2 separate regions of the Drosophila melanogaster genome follow, and region 2 is linked to region 1. A link is a contact called in public Hi-C data. All regions are on one chromosome and are shown on one strand. The core of a region is the stretch at or near the end of the contact, and the rest is flanking DNA. Distances in the headings are between cores, read along the strand shown.

The links. A called contact is a pair of places that touch in the nucleus more often than the background predicts.
Region 2: a contact with region 1 is called in a Hi-C map of the S2 cell line, with 3 times the contacts expected there. The contact joins the promoter of DAAM here to the promoter of CG32812 in region 1. A contact is called at or near these places in 54 of 107 Hi-C or Micro-C datasets (the D17-c3 cell line, the Kc167 cell line, the ML-DmBG3-c2 cell line and 14 more) and 2 of 6 datasets of contacts at active chromatin or transcription factors (both in the Kc167 cell line).

What each region holds. Positions count from the first base shown.
Region 1 is chrX:1,283,786-1,289,408 of dm6, reverse strand. CG32812 reads right to left here and starts at 2,119. Exons shown (of 2, transcript NM_130543.4): 1 at 1,475-2,119; 2 at 464-1,417. The coding sequence starts at 1,363. The coding sequence ends at 686.
Region 2 is chrX:1,319,120-1,324,742 of dm6, reverse strand. It overlaps DAAM (Dishevelled Associated Activator of Morphogenesis), which reads left to right and starts at 2,381. Exons shown (of 12, transcript NM_166876.3): 1 at 2,381-2,543. fs(1)N (female sterile (1) Nasrat) reads right to left here and starts at 2,230. Exons shown (of 7, transcript NM_130545.3): 1 at 2,029-2,230; 2 at 1-1,970. The coding sequence starts at 2,169.

The sequences.
Region 1 (5,623 bases), core at 870-3,369:
AGACGCAAGTTTTACTGCGAAAAATGTTGCCAACTCGGAAATTTTGTCATAAATATGTGAATTGTCAGGTTCTTTATAACTAGGCGAACAGAAATTTCAGTAGGAAGAAAGCTGACTTGCCTGCTGACAACTGGAAAGGCGTGAAAAAACAGCTGTTTTTGTTTACTTCTAAGCTAAACTAACGGTATCTTCTCCATCGCTTCCTATTGGTCGAATAAGTTTACTGGAAAAACGTAAGGTGCAGCCATCTTGAAAAAGGATCAGCTGATTAGGAAGTGTTACCAGCTGGTACATGCTATGGATTCTGTTCGCCTGGTATTTAGAGAACGGTAATGGCAACATTTTCCATTCTGGCCACGATTTCTGTCTGCTGCCCAAAAGTATGCATTGTGCAGCCAGATGTATAAAAATGTCCCTCGCAGAAAAGTAGGCAACATCGAAAAGTACAAATGTGAAAGCACTTCGGTGGTTCATAATATTTTTACTTAACGCATACGATTTTGTGACCTAATTCCTTTGTAACTTAAATGTAAGGACTTAAATTATATTTGCTCAATTTGGACTACAATTTTCCTAGTACCCACACCGATAAAGGAGGATTCCCTGATTCCTATCTCACTGGATGGAAGTGAATGGTATATTGAAAACACAAACACAACATGTGAGTGTTTTGGCGTGTGGTGCTTTACGGGCCTGAGCCAACTGGCAGTACCATCTCGGCATCGGCCTCGTCATCGTCCTCCAGCCACTTGGCGATCGACAGCCGTCTGTCGACGTCCACACTAAACAGGCGCTTCTCGAACTCCCCATATGAGATATGGTCGCAGCAGAAGCCAAAGGCCTGATGCTCTAAAAGTTGCAACTCGGCCTCCACCTCAGGCAAACGGTTCTCGGAAAGCCCCTCCTGACGTTCCTGATCCTGTTGCTGACTCCAGGCCAGATTGACAATGCTGCGCATGATCTGGCGGAAGTCGGAGCGTGTGATGCAGCCGCTGCGCCTCGTGTCAAACATCTTGGACAGGAGTTGAAGCTTCTGAACACGCCCGTCGCGCCGCCTCACTGAACCGCGTCCAAACTGTGGCACCAAAATGGTGGAGCAAGTGTCCACGAACTGCTTGAAACCGATACGCGCGCTGGGGTCACGGCTGGGGAAGAAGCCGTCGATGATCTGGCGGTGAAGCGGGTTGAGGGATAGCTGCGGAATGCGCAGCAAGTCGGTGGGCGTCAAATAGCCGCGCTGGTGGCGATCCAGGCTGCGGAACCGCGTGTGCAGCTGCTCTAGCTGCTCTGCGGACAGCCCTGTGGCCTGCTGGTGGTCACACAGTTGGACGGGGTTGAGCTGACGACTTCCTACCGAGCCCATGCCGGTTTGGTTTCAATTACTCGATGAGTTTCCGTTTCGGGACTTACAAGTATTCTGAACGTTTTGAAGTTAAAAGACGTACTGCTAACAGCAAACACGAAGATAACTCACCTCAATCGGAATTCTGATCCCAGTGCTGTTTTAAACGAATCCGTGATATCTTGAAACTGCTTCTAATTGGTAAGGAGCATGCCATTGTGATGCAGGGAGTACATATGGAATCTGTATCCATGGCGGAGGTCCAGCGGGTGGCACTGCCGACATCTATTTGTGCGCCTGACCTTGGGGCAAAAGAAATCGGAATAGTGGAAAACAGCTCTCTTGGCATTATTTCTGTGTCATTTTCATTTGTTGACTTTTGCAAAATGCCGCATAAATCAAAACGGGCGCTGTCAAGGCCACAGGTTGCTGGCATACGAGTAGGAGAGGGGCAAGGGCGGTGGCCAGCTACTTCCGCGCCATCGTCGTCGTCGCCTCTGACGCACTATAACAAAAGTGCTATATCTTCCGACCCCTCCCCAACCGCCCACGTCACCTGATGCCCCGCTCCAGGGGCGACGGAGACGCCACAGTGCGTGCGCCTTGGCCAGCTGCCAGTTGACGAGACTCCGCCAACCCTCCCTGGTGTCCAACCAAACTAATTGGCCCGCTTTCGTTGCGTGCCTGTCCGCTGGCAAGGTTGGAGGGCAAGGTAAAGTGTTCGTTAAACGGACAAGGCAGGACTTTGACGGCTAACAAGCCTAGCAGACACTACTTCTCCAAATGCAAAAGTAATTTTCAACTTGCTTACTCCCAAATGCTTTAGAAGTCGATGTTTGTCGCATTGTTGACTGGATCGGCTGGATGACAAACGCCGTACCTTCGACACTCGCCACAACCAATGGAGACATGCTTAGTGGAGACTTGAAGAAGGAAGGGACTGTTCGTTCGAACGTAGCTGATATTTCGGACACGAACCACAACGTTTCAGCTGCAGGAGACCCAACGCCCATTTCGCATTCTACTCGTTAGTTGGAGCTTTGCGCGGTGGAACCAACGTAACCCACGCTGATTCAGATCGCATTCACAACCCCTGGGGCTTGATGACAAATAAATACAAATAGCTATGGCCATAGTTATAGCCATTGCAATTACCCCGACCTCTGCGGCTATGATTGAACATACAAATTACGAATATGCTTTGCATATAGAATCGCGCGATCCAACCGGAGCTAAAAATACGTACGAGTACAGAAAAACTGTTACATTTGACGACCGCCAATTCCACTTGCAGCTGAGTAATGCGCCGAAATGTGTATGAAAAGCGTTTTTCGTCTGAATGTTTTGAGGGAAAACAAAATCATATACGTGTATATGCGAGAGGAAAAAAAGAAATAATGAAAAATGCGCGGCCACATGCCGCCGGCTGTCCGCTGGCCCCATCCGCCGGATTCCTCTCCCCGAGGCACAGAGCAAAATCGACGAAATGCTCGGCGAGTGTCAAAAACGCGTCAAGATCAAAGCGGGCACGAAATTTCACCGCCCAGTTGCCAAATGCAATAATAAATTGGCCACACTAGCCAGCAAGAACAACAACATTAGCCAGTATCGAATACTCACAATACAATGGGGGTCGCAACTTTAGCTCCCCACAGTAGAAGTATGTAGATACATATGTATGTACTTCTTGTCCTAGTTGTGTTGTCCTCTTCCCAGTGTGGTTGGAGTCTTCACTGCAGCTTACGACGATCCGCGGGTTGGTGTCCCGACTAACCGCAATATCTCGTTTAACTTGCTCATCATTTTGGACGCTATAATTTCCACCCTGCCTGTCTGCAGAAGTGCTCTCCTTTCTTTGGCGCTCGAAATGCATAAAAAGTGTTTTGTTTGTTCAACATTTTGCGGCCCACTGCTGCCATATGTCCGAGGCCCGCTGTTCGCCATTCGAGTGAGTCAGGCTGAATTGGATGGATTGGATGGATTGAATTCGACTTGCTGTTGCCATAACCGCGGCATAATGAGACACATTTAATGCATTTAAATGAACTCGATTACCGAGCGGGGGTTGCAGTGCATGCCTGAAGGACGACGCTTTCCATATGGCGTCTCTGACAGCGCGACGTTGAGTTTCCAAGGATCTGGATGCACTGCCTCAAATGAAATGGATCGCATTCGCGTTGCCCTTGCAATACCACGGCAACATGGATTTCTTTTAATCCCAGCGGCCGAAGGCTCAATCTCCTGACACTCGCGATCGAAACAACTAATGGCCCAGGGGCTGGGCACCCTACCCCAGGTCCCAGAGGAGCAAGATAGATTACGTTGCCTCTTGCTCATGTTTATGCTCCACCACCCAAGCCTCCAAATCTGAGGGCGAAAACAGAAACAATAATAATACAATAATCAAAACATTTTAAGCGCCTCTCAAGGTTGTCCGCCGGCAAACAAGTCTCGCGGAGAGGGTTCAAATTATTTGGGGCTTTTGGGGGAAGTGCTAGTAAACCAGCAAATGCCCTACCGCAATAACAAATGACATGATAGAAGTGAAACAATAGCAACGAATAGAGACAGAGACCGCGGTCGAGGAAGGCGGGAGGTGGGTGGTGGGAGGTGGGGGCGGTAGCGCCACAAAAATAAGCAAATGACAGGCAACAAATTGTAGAGCGACGCTTTTTTACATTCGCTTTATTCTGTTTATGTTCTTCGCCCCCTCCGCTGCCCCGCTGCTACGCTGCTGCGTCGCTTTTGTTGCCTTTGAGTTGTTGCTGTTTGCGTTAGTTTTGATTAATTAATTTCCTGACTAATTCATCCACAATGCGCGACTCGCTGGAGCCGCAGCAATGTGCCCAAAAAAAAAAGGAGATAGATCTTTAGAGAGGGATGGAAATAGTAGAGTAATTGCGAATAATTGGAAATGATAGCGTTTTGCTTTTTGGGATGCGAAAATTCTTCACTTGAGCAGCGCACCGAACTGAAAGGAAAATGATAAATGCACCAGTGAACCTTTACGGACAGAAGGACGTATGGACAAACGGACATGATTATACCGAATAATCGGTAATGTCTCGTTCGTTTGCTCTACGAGTTTCTGGTTGAAATTATAATTTTCTGGACGAGGGCATTATAACTCGTTGCTGGACATTCGACCATATAGAAAATTTCGATTACGAGATACAAACTTCAGTCGCCAGCGGATGCTTAAGGATATTTCAGAAAGTTTTCGTCATCCATAATAAACGCACCGTTTGGAATGAGAAGCAATGCCTGGCCTTCATTGGACATGACAAATGTGCACATTTTAGTGGACTCGTGAGTTCGGTTAATGTCAGGCGATTGCGTTCAGGCGAATCATCGCTTTCGCTGCTCGGCAGATGCTTACGATCGTTAGTGCAGACTGATTGGCTGGATATTCAGCAGCTAAAAATAGTTGTCTTAGACAGGGGCTACGGCCACGGCAACCGCAGATGTAAATTTAATAGATAGACGACTTGGGCGAGCGCTTCTATAAATATTTGCCCAACTAACCCACCGACTCGAGCTGAGTATCATGGATTTATCGACGACGCACTGTCGTTGAGTCATGCGCAAATAACTTGGCTTATTAGAAATTCAAAGGCACCTCACCTCACCTTACCAGCGCTCCCTCATCCGGCACTCGCCTGTGTAGTAACATAAAACCACCGTCCAGCACTGCCATTCAAATGCAAATGAGCTTAATCAAAAGCAGAGCTGCCCGCCGTAGCGTCTGAGCGGCTTTTTGGACAGGCCCAAAGTGCCAGCCAGCTAGAGATGCCCACAGCGGTGCCAAAAACTCAGTGGGTTTTACGACTCACGGCCCGAATGGGAAAGCAAAAAGCATACAATTTCCAATCCATCACACTGTCATTAGTTTATGGCTTCTACAGGTTCTAGAATCGCTGTTGCACTTCATGGCGTATACGTAACATTCGTTTTCAATGTATTTTTATGACTCAAGCCAGCGCGTTTGTATCGCAAAAAAAGATACATTTAAACAGCATCTTTCGAAATATAAACTACTTATTACTCACCCGAACCGCAATTAAACAAATCAATTGACTAGTCAACAGTCCTATTTGAAGGTTCTTCCCCTTTCCCCGTTTCATTTTACTAAGGGCCTAGTGCCCTTATTCGAATCCTCACGAGGCGTCGTTCACGACCAGCGACTCACGCACATCACCGCAGCTGAAGAAAGACAATGGCCCGGTCGGGTGACAAGTTGGCTGCTCAGCGGGACTTCGGCCGGGACCATGGTGCTAGGGT
Region 2 (5,623 bases), core at 1,132-3,631, 35 kb before region 1:
TCCCACTCCATTTCGTTAATAAAAATGCTGTCCAAATCCGTAGCCATCTTCAGAATTTTGTATGATTCTGCACCGTGGACTGGGACGAGCTCCAATTTCGGAGCTTCCAGAAGTTCCAATTGCTGAACATTGAGGGTTCCCAGATGCAAGTCAAGGGAGCCATTTCGGATATAGAACGTCTCATGGTTGAGCTTCTCCAAGTTAAGTTCCACAGAGTCAACGGCTTCTACTTCCAGTTGCTCGTAGTGAAAGTTGAACAGCGTCTCTGGCTGGCGTTTAGATCGCCTAGAACTCATTTCCCCGTCCAACAGAAGTATCTGCTGAAGCAGGGAGCTTACATCCACAACAGCATCCGCTCCCGTCCAGCGAGCTTCATTAACGAAAAGTTCCTCAACGGTTCCGCCCTCGCTTACAACCAGTGGAGTTGATAGCTCCTCGATGTACTGACTCTCCGACTTCTCTGCCAAGAGCTCTTCAGCCAGCTGGATTAGCTCTTCCTGTTCGTGCACCCAATCCTGCATGAACTGTCGGATCTCCAGCAGGTCCTGTGTCTCCGAATTCCTAGCCAGCAATTGAGTTTCCAGCACAAAAATGCCCGTAGGAGCTTCTTTCCTGGGCACCACAACCAGCGGCGGCTGATTCGTCGAGCGGCGGAGCAGGACAGCTCCTGAAATGCCAGCCTCACGATCCTGATCCAACATGCAGCCCGCCCCATAGGCAGTACCACAAGGAGGCGGCAAGCCCGCCTCAAACGCCTCACCGTTCCAAACCAAAACCTCCAGGACGAGCAGTGAATGTGTGTCAAAGACAACTCGATGCTGGACGAGCAGAAGTAGGTCGTCTCTGTAGCTGCGCACGGGGATTGGAAGGTAGTGGTCTACAAATCCAAAGTTCTGGCCAAGAATGGTGCGTGGCACAAGCTGACCCTGCACGTAGACCAGGATCTGCGGCATTATTCCACCCAGCGCAAGGTAGCTGCGTCCGCCCATTTGGAAGGCAGTGACGCCGGCCACCTCGGGGGCAGCAACTTGTTGGCGCAAGTGCAGCGGTTGCCCCTTCGAAGTGCAGGCGTATATCAGAACCTCGTCCCACTGACCCACTGCCAAGAGCAGTTCCCTCCCTGTATCGAGAATGGCCAGGTTGGAGATCGTCTCTGCCATTTGCACACGTTGTGCGATCCAGAACTCCTCCGCTTCCAAATCATAGACGTAGATATTAAGCGTGTGATTTGCTACGAGAGCGAGGTAATCTTGTCCCTCCATGTTGAATGCTCTAATCTTGGTCACATGCGAGCCAATCGTCCAGTGCCAGATGGGTTTTAGCCCAAGACTGGGCTCCAATCGCAGCCAGATAAGCTGATCCTGGGAAGCCATCACCAGCAAACCTTCCTGCATATGCACCCTTCTGTTCCAGCGATCTGTTCCCAGCATGGCGGTGATGGGAAAGGGGTGGACATAAGACTGCAACGGAGTGAATTCCTCTGAAAGAACCAGGAGGCCCTCCTGCTGCTGACCCACAAGGAAAACGCTTCCATTGGCCTGGAGGGTCAGCCAGCGATCCACATCCGTCGGCATGCTGTAGTTGAGCAACTCTTCAATGCGACCCAGGACGAGCATGTCGCGGGTGCGCCTCTTGGACAGCTCCAGGCGCTGTAGTTGTTCCAGGTCCACGGTCTGCGATGTCGAGTGCGACTCCACCACATTGGCTTCCTGTACAGTTGCTCCCAGCACCTCCTGACGGGACGTGGACACTTGAGCCGTGCTCTCCTTGCTGCTGCCTCTTGCTTTCAGCAGAGCTTCCAGCTGGAGGACCTCTTGGTTCTGTCCCTGGTGAGCCACCGCCTGCTGAATCTCCTGGCGAATGGCGGAGGCGCTGCTCAGCGAGCTATGGTCCACCACCACTTTGGAGGTCTTTCCAAGCGGCATTTGCCCCGCCTGCTGGGTCCACGTGGGTGCCACCACCACTCCTGGCTGGGATCGGCTATGAGTGTTGATTGAAAACGAAAACCAAGCTCACTAATTTACTCACTGGTGCTCCTCCATCGTCGTGTTCCAGAGCTTTTTCTAGTTCGCTTCGCAGCTTGGCCACCTCGGCCTTTTGGTCGGTCAGGGGCCGCGGTGGGGCACTGGCTATTAATGCTGGCCAGAGCAGCAGGTGCCAAATTAGCATTTTGCACACAGTTAATTGACAAAAAACCAAACACGTGAGGCAGATATGCGAAGAAAAAACTTTAAACCGTTTACCGTTTTAAAACGGGGCTGCCGGATCGCTAGAAAAATTAGTCGCGACACGCTCCGGAAAAGTGCTGCCAGAGCGGAGCAGTTCGGCTATCTGGTCACCTTGCCTTTATCATTTTCTGGTCTGGTTATCAACTTCCCTCATTTTCATTCGTGTTTTGAATTTGCTGCGACCGGACGCGTTTTCTGTGTGAAGGCGATTGCGCGGCGCGCGTTTTCGCATCTTAAAAACGGTCGAGTGCAACAAAACGGGGGAGTTGGCCCACAGCGATCGGCCGGTCGGAAATGGGCTTTTGCTGAAGAAAAGTGAGTCCTTGGGGTTAACGGTGAATGTGTTTTTTGTGCAAGTTGGTGGCTTCTATTTTTTTTTAAGTGCGCGGCGTTTTGCTTTTTGGGCGTGTGCCAAAATCATTGCTGCTTGAAAAAGGGAGCAAAAAGGAGTTGCTGGAGAACGTGAGAGTGGGACGGAGTGAGAGAGAGAGAAAGAGGCGCAGAGAGCCTGCAAGCAATTCCCGTTTTACCGGGGTTGCGATTAATGCAACTTTTGTGTTTATATTGTGCTGCGAATTTCCATTATCTGGGCGTCCGCTTTTCGGCCACTATTACCGTTATCTAGGCCCAGCTCCTGTTTACCGTTACTGTTTGTGAGTGTGAAAAATCAATAAAATTCCCTGTGCGTGCGCCCAAGTGTGCCTCTGTGTGTGTGTGTCCAGCAGCCGGCTGACGTTGCTCTCTCTCTTTCCATCACTTCCTCACTCTCACTTGCTTCCCTAGTAACTGTTCCTGCATCAACAACAACAACAAATATAACAACGCAGCTGCTATTAATTTTGTTGTCAAAAAACGAACAAATTGCGTGAGTTAGCTAAGCTCGCGTGTTTAATTAGTTTAAAGTAACGCTAATGAAACTCGGCTAGCTCGCTGTTATTGTCTTACCAAAACCGCTGCAAACAAACGAACGAGCGAACAAAAACAAAAACAGCAATTTTAATGGGCCGACGGTAAACACAGTGCGCGAATAAAAACAGAAACAAATTCGTAGAAGCTGTGGGTGAAGTAGAAGATGAGAACTAATTTCTAATTGCATGATTGACACTCGCACTCCTTCCACCCGCCCCCGCCCTTCCACCTATCTCACTGATGCATTAATCCAGTTTGTTTTGCTTTTCTTCTTCGTTCTGCTCGCACTCCTTCCTTCGCCCAATTTCGTGCACTTTTTGGGAATCAGGGAACTTTGGGGAGTGACTCACTCACGTTTCTTGCCGAGTGTCATAAGCGTGACTCACGGCCATGACCCCGTCCAAATGTGGCTGCCCTCCCACTCGCGCCTCCTTTAAGTGCGTCCTTGAGATACAAATCTCTCTCGAGTGGACACTTAACATGCGAGGAAGAGATGGAGAGAGCAAGAGAGAGGGAGGGTGAGAAGGGAGCGACTTGAATTCTTCCTTGGCGCCCATGCCGTCACTTTGGGGCGTGGCCAGTGCCCCCTGGCGATGAGCTCACCAGCAACAACAACAACAACAAAAACAACAAACGCGCATTTCCCCGGGCAGCGTGGATAAAAGCGATGATGCAGGGGGCGGAGGAGCAGGCGAGGTGCACGAACTTGACATTGAACTGCGCTCGGGATTATGATCCGCTCGGAGACTCCTCCTCGATTCGCGTTCTTTGGAATCCAGAACCCGGACATCAGATCACGATTTCGCGTCATCGTTCTCGCTTTTGGTGTTCAAATTCGGGATCGCACCCAAACTGTCTGGAATACTGGAATCAGTGCTCACATTTGAAAAACACATGAATAACTTATAAATGCTTTTTCAATTCCTAAGCATGAATTACTCACTCACTGGCTTCTTTTAACTCTAAATATTTGTTCTACATAATCTCTCACAAGCTTGCTGCATTTTGAATTCCACAAACCTTGTACCCACCATTATAGACAAGATCTTCAGGGCATTCCAGAATCCTTGTGGCCGAGTCCAATAAGAGATGCTGCCGCCAGCTGGCTTTCGGTGTGGACTGTCAGCAGCTTACCTAAACAAAAAAAAAAAAAAAAAAACAGGCAGCAAAGCTGGGAAGCCAGATCTCTTGAAGAGGTTGGTGCCCTTTTTGGGCTGCGCCTGCGCACAAAATTCCTCTGCGTCCTCTTCGATCTGCGTCTCCCGATCTTCATGCCCAGCGCGTGCGTGGCGTTACGCTGGGCTGGTCTGCTGGGAACGGAGGCAGGAGTTCTCGTGGAGCAGGGGCAGTAAACCTGCCTCCAATGTCGAATCCCACATCGAAGGCGAAGCTAATTTATCGCTCCGAATGCGTTGTTTTGTTTTGCTTTTCTTTATGCGAACTTCTTATTTTTAAAAGAGGAGGAGAATTGTGAGATTGCCATTTTTAGGTGTTTGTTTATCGGCTCGTTGACAACACGCGAAAACATTCGCAAGTCAAATTCGCTGGCGTTTCAGGGAATTCGGAGCTGAAATCTGAGATTTCTTGTACCAGAACCCCACGGTTTTGCCTAACTCTTGCATTCCCGCTTTTGCTTACTTCGCCAAAAGTTAGAAATTCTCAAATGGGAACCAAATCTGATATAAATAATTACACATTTTTTGGTTGTTGGATTCATGCGTAGAACCGTTTGTTCTCTCAGCCCATTCTTCTCGATCGGTTTCTCTTTTGTTCAAAGCTTCAGATCGTTTCCCCGCCAAAGGTCTTCAAGCACACCTCGCACCAAATCGGCTCAAATTAGCATTAATGGCCTGGCGACGTCAATTAAACTTCGCTCGGTTCTTGATTGTTCCACCGCTAACGGTTTCCGAAAACTCTGCGGCTAGCCGATGGCACATGAATGGTGCTGCTGCTGCCTCGATTCATAAAGTTTATTGCTCCAAATTTGCCAAATCTACCATGAAATCTCTGGTCGAGCAGCAATTGATGAGACGAGCCCAAAGGGGAATGTCACATGGGCGCTCACTCCGTACGAACCAAACGTCAGTGAAGAGAAGAGGAATCGCAATTGGAGCAGCAGAGCAAATCGATCGCCCATCGTACAAATTGCAATTGAGGGTATTTAGTGATGAGATGCCATGCGAACGTAGTATAACGGGCAGATTGCTTTATTAACCCAATTGAAATTCATGCAAATTGCGCCTGGAGGTTGGGATCAGCCTGAGATCATCTTCTAATTGCGGCCTGGGATGTTAGCAAATTCGGTATTCCTATAAACTTGGCTAGACACCAATGCTTTTTCATTGCATTAATGCAAACTTTTGAATCCCCCCCATGGCATGTATGTAAGTTCAGATGCAAAAGCACCCTTTTGCTCCCCTTTTTGCCCCACATCCCCCGTCCCCCATTTCATCGGGGTGAAGCCCTATGACGACCAGACACTCAGA